Regions from separate parts of the Capra hircus genome. Here region 1 is linked to region 2. Evidence: chromatin contacts called from public Hi-C data. All regions are on one chromosome and are shown on one strand. Each heading gives the region's core, a stretch centred on a gene start, on an enhancer-like site or on the middle of the called end of the contact. The rest is flanking DNA. Distances are from core to core; before and after follow the strand shown.

Evidence for each region. A called contact is a pair of places that touch in the nucleus more often than the background predicts.
Region 1: a Hi-C map of liver shows a contact between it and region 2, with 5 times the contacts expected there. The contact joins two enhancer-like sites. A contact is called at or near these places in 2 of 5 Hi-C or Micro-C datasets (blood and liver).

Annotation. Positions count from the first base shown.
Region 1 is chr24:7,238,617-7,241,316 of ARS1.2, forward strand. It overlaps RTTN (rotatin), which reads left to right. Exons shown (of 49, transcript XM_013974306.2): 6 at 802-916; 7 at 1,869-2,019. Among named protein-coding and RNA genes, the nearest start is that of RTTN, 7.9 kb to the left of the region's middle. Within about 2 kb of position 1,330, at least 1 of the 5 cell types and tissues checked has an H3K27ac peak or open chromatin away from gene starts, as enhancers often do.
Region 2 is chr24:7,057,035-7,059,734 of ARS1.2, forward strand. No RefSeq gene overlaps it. Among named protein-coding and RNA genes, the nearest start is that of SOCS6, 110 kb to the right of the region's middle. Within about 2 kb of position 1,352, at least 1 of the 5 cell types and tissues checked has an H3K27ac peak or open chromatin away from gene starts, as enhancers often do.

The DNA of each region.
Region 1 (2,700 bases), core at 80-2,579, 180 kb after region 2:
TGTTTTGGTGAGAGTCTGAAAAATAAAGATCAACTTCTAGAGTTTGGACCAAATAGGGGGATGCTATTAAGTGACTTCTGATGATGGCCATTCCAGGCCTGCAGTGAATTTTTTTGGAAAAACATGCTGAAGAGGTTGCATGCAGCTGGGGTTGGGCCCGAGTGGCATTGATCTCTCAGTTCTGCGTTGGTTGCTAAGGAAGGATATGGTCTTGGGGCGCGTGTGGGTGGTGAATGGTGGCTTGGAGCTGGACTGAGAGTGGTTTGGTTTCTTGGGGTGAGAGGTGAACAACTGCTGCCTTGCTGGGGAGGCAAGTGCTGTCAGAGAAGTTTAGGGGTGTGGTCTTCATGGGACAAGAGAGGAGTGCCAGCTTGATTCCCATCAAGTAGGGAAGAGCAGTAAGGAATCTAATGCCTAGAATTTAATTCTGAATCTACTATGATTTCCTCTGTTTTATTTCCTAATTCATTTAGCAGATTTCACTGACCTCATTTCATGGCATCGTGATGGTCCCTGGGCACACAGTGGTGGGCACTGTGATGTCCCTGCTCCTGAGGAGGGCCCAGGGGCCTGCAAAGTCGACAGGCAGTAACTGCAGCACAAATTCCGGGCACGTGAAAGAACACCTCACCCAGGCTTGCTCATTGGTTAGTGAGGAGAGCTGGGAAGGTTTCCCAGGGGACGATGTGTCAGCCGAGACCTGAAGGGTTCTGATAGGGTCATTATGCCGCCTGGTTCCGTAGAATCTGGCATGGATAAACATTTTTAAAAAATAAGGACTGTATTTTGTATATTTTGCAGCTCTTTAAGAAGTAGTAACCACACTGTAATCTGGAACTCCTGTGAACTGTTGAAAGATGTTATCATGCAAGATTTTCCTGCTGAGATATTCCTTCAAAGGCCAAAAATTGTTCAGGTGCGTTTCCTCTGTAATTATTTTAGATTTTGAAATAGGGGACTTTTTGCAGTGAAACACATTGTGCAAAGTAGGAGTCCTCGGGAGGCAAATGTACACTCTCATGTTTAGATAATGAACTGCCGGACTTTTCAGACCCATTATTCTCTAACTTACTTGGACAGAGGTTGTCCTCCTGATGGGAGGTGGTCTCATTTGGCACACTCAGTCCAGTTTGGCCACCTTGGCCTCACCATTGATGGGTCACTTGATGGGGAGGACAGACATGGGGCACTGACGTTGGGCGGCCGTGACCAGTCTGATCAGCGAGACTCGTATCACTCTGAGCATGTGGGTTCGAATGCGCAGTGCCGGCTGCTGTGGGAACGGCAGAGGTGAGCGGTGTGGCTGCCTTCTAGGCGCCAGGCTGCAGCCTGCCGCACACATGTGCAGCAGAGATGCTGGAGCCTGCGCTGGGCTGCAGCCTGTCCACAGCGTCCGGTCAGGCCCGGCACCCTTGCTCTGCAGTTACCAGGCTGAGATGGGTGCTGCGAGTGGCGGCTGTGAATACATGCTGTCCCAGCTCCAAGTGATAGCAGAGGAACAGCTGTTAATCATCAAAACATGCCAAATGATTTGGCTGTTTGATATGAAAAAGGCTTGCTGTACTTAAAAAAAAAATATTCTGTAACAATGTCTCGAATGTTGACTGTTTTCCTGTGTTCTTCGGGATAGGTACTCAACTAACAGTTCAGATATGAGAAACGCTGACTGTTCCTTTAAATTAGTTCTTCGACCCGTCTTCCAGCAGTACGCTGTCATTTTTACACATTTCTGCTGCTTCTCTCTTATAAATATTTGGCACCTTATTGTGATTTCTTTGATTGTCCATTTAACCTTGAGTAAGCTTTGTGTCCGTCTTTGCAGTCGAGCACTTTGTTCCCATGGTCGTTTTCCTCACTCTTCGTTTCAGAGCCTTTTATCTCTGTTGAAACTGGCCTTTGGAGGAGACGGGAAGCATCGTCTGGCATTACAGTCAGTGTCCTGCCTGCAGCAGCTGTGCACGTGTTTAAGAAACAGACTCAATTTCCACAGAGATCCAAGTTTCTTCTCTAATAAACAAGGTATTTCTGTTTGTTTATTCCTTGTGCACTGGTGGTGTTTGTAGATTCTTCCAAGAACTCCCCATTGTACTTACTGTCAGGCTTACTGTATGTGTACATTTTCACAGCGGAAATGCCCCATCCTGAGTGTTTATCAAATCAATCTTTGAAAACAGCGTGTTAATGACGGAAGAACTCATGAGCCCATCCTCTTTTTTTTCTTTAAACAGAATGAACTCATTAACTTTTAAAAAAAAATTTGTTTGTTTGGCTGTGTCTGGTCGTAGCTGTATTTCTGTTTGTTTGGCTGTGTCTGGTTGTAGCTGTATTTCTGTTTGGCTGTGTCTGGTTGTAGCTGTATTTGTTTGGCTGTGTCTGGTTGTAGCTGTATTTGTGTGTGTTGTTTGGCTGTGTCTGGTTGTAGCTGTATTTCTGTCTGTCTGTTTGGCTGTGTCTGGTCGTAGCTGTATTTCTGTTTGTTTGGCTGTGTCTGGTTGTAGCTGTATTTCTGTCTGTCTGTCTGGCTGTGTCTGGTCGTAGCTGTATTTCTGTTTGTTTGGCTGTGTCTGGTTGTAGCTTTATTTGTTTGGCTGTGTCTGGTTGTAGCTGTATTTTTGTCTGTTTGTTTGGCTGTGTCTGGTCGTAGCTGTATTTCTGTTTGTTTGGCTGTGTCTGGTTGTAGTTGTAGCACGCGGGTCTTCC
Region 2 (2,700 bases), core at 102-2,601:
ACAGGTGTGGGGGGTTGGGAAATATTTTTAAATTACAGAACATAATGCCAAAAAAAGGCAGTTGACTGTAACAGCTGCAATTTTCCCGTAAAAGAGAAAAAGAGTTTAGCACAAACAGACAAGTAGTTACTGGGCCAAATGCCAGAGGTATGTCTGGATGCCCATGTTCAAGCGTGGCACAAATTACCTGCATCTGTTCCAGTGAGGCTCTCTCCGCGTCAGTACCTTCTCCTTCCGTTGTCTCTTTTCCAAGGAGCAGCCCAAGGACTCTTCAAGCCGCTTACTGTTGTAGGAACAAATCAGGATGATGGTTGCAAAGTGAAAATGAAAGTCGCTCAGTGTGTCCAACTCCTTTCGACCCCACGGGCTATACAGTCCATGGAATTCTCTAGGCCTGAATACTGGAGTGAGTAGCCTTTCCCTTCTTCAGGGGATCTTTCCAACCCAGGGGGCAAATCCAGGTCTCCTGCATTGCAGGCAGATTCTTTACCAGCTGAGCCACAAGGGAAGCCCAGGAATACTGGAGTGGGTAGCCTATCCCTTCTCCAGCGAATCTTTCCCACCCAGGAATTGAACTGTGGTCTTTTGCATTGCAGGCATATTCTTTACCAGCTGAGCCACCAGGGAAGCCAAAAGGGCCCTGCAAAAATAAAAAGTGTAACAAAATGCAAGATGGTGTTATAATCAGTTATAATTTCCTTTTATGATTCATGTGTTAAATTTTACCATAACTGTAGGCTTCAAGTAGATAGAAGTATCATACAATTATAATTATACATTTTATATTGGGTAATAGGATTACACGCTTATTGTGAGTACTCAATAACGAAATGAATGCTAAAATCTCCTTAAAATTATTATTATTATTTTTGCTCAGTCATGTCTGACTGACTGTAACCTGGTGGACTCCTCTATCCCTGGGAGTCTCCAGACAAGAATAGAGGAGTGGGTAGCCATTCCCTTCTCCAGGGGAATCTTCCTAACCCAAGGATTGAACCCAGGTATCCTGCATTGCAGGCATATTCTTTACCATCTGAGCTACCAAGGAAGCCCCATACTTATTTTGCTCTCATCCCAAGTCCTGAAATCTGACTTAGGACGGGGTCAAGGCATATGTATTTTCACAATTCTCTAGGTGATTCTGATGGGCACCCCAGCTTCCGAATCTCTGCACTGCTTTAATAAATATTAGATAAAGTGAAGTGAAATTGCTCAGTCATGTCTGACTCTTTGGGACCCCATGGACCCTCGTCCACTGGTGCCAGCACCCGTTGTGTGGGGTCCTTCCCGAGCCTAAGTCACTGCCTGCCTGGGGTCTCGGTAGCATCACTGAGGTCTCAGGACTGGGCCCCCAGGACACACAGGCTGTGCTGGGCGGTGCTATCCCATGACACAGGAAGCACGTGCACGGAACACGCACACGCCCCTCCAGGTCACGCTTCTCTGTTGGCTCCCCGAAGAGCTTCCTTGTGCTCCGGATGCCATCCCTAGATTTGTAAAATTAGCCGTTTCTGTCTTTAGTCCCCAGCCTTGAGGACCGCACCTGATGGAGGGTGTGTGTCGAAGAGACAGGAGAGGACCCAAGGTTAAGGGGATGAGAACCAGCGCTGAATGACCCCAGCAGCTCCAAGAGCAGTTCTCTCTTCTACGTATGAATCTCGGGTGTTTCTGTCACACCAAATTTACCTCTAATCTCCTCTCCCTTATTTTCTGACGCTGCCTATCAGAAAGGATGCTCCCCTGGGTCTGGCAGAAATGCTTGAATTCTAGCTGGACCACAACTTAGGGGCAGGCTGTGACCTCCTAAAGCCAATCCCAGAGTCCTTCATTTGCAATAGGAGGAACATCTTGCAGACCAGTAGTAGTGTAAGGCAAATGATAGCAAAGCCAGTTTTGTTTAACTGAACACATAGTCCACGTTTGCAGAGAGCTGTTGCAATGTTTATCTTTCACTCTTCATAAAAATATAATAATATAATATATATATTATATATAAATATACAATTATATAATAATACAATATATATATTATATATATAAATATATAATTATATAATAATACAATAAAATATAGTGGTTTGTTACAGAGTCAAAAAGTTCTGACCAGTCCTTGGAACACGATCCAGCCCCGGCGCTGGTCCATCAAGCAAATGTGTCATTAAAACCTTGTTTGTCAAAGCTGACCTTTCCCCAGGGGACTGCGCCCCGGGTCTGTGAATGCACCCACTTCAGACCTTGCTGGTCAAGCAAAATCTCTGTCCTTGTCCCTGGTTGATATAGAACAAACTTCAGGATGACGCTCCACTCATTCAGGATGAGGGATCGAGGTCAGGGAGGGGTTGGGGGGGGGGTGCTCCAGCTGCAGGTGAGCAGCAGAAACACCCCTGACCATGCAGATCAGAAACTCTCAAGAGTTTGGAATCAGGCTTAGCCGACAACATAATTAGCACTTCCTTGAGGGAGAGGAGAGAGAACTTTATTTTGGTCTGGTAACTCATTCATCTGGCTACCAGTCAAGTAAGATGCAAACATATGATTTCAAATAGCTATTTTTTTTTTCTCTCTTCCTTTTGAGATAATTTCAGCCTTACACAAAAGCTTACACAAAGAATACCCACACAGTCCTCAAGGAGATTCCCAACTATTGACATGTTAATCACGTTTGCTCCACCATTCTCCCCGTCTCAAGCACAGTATGTT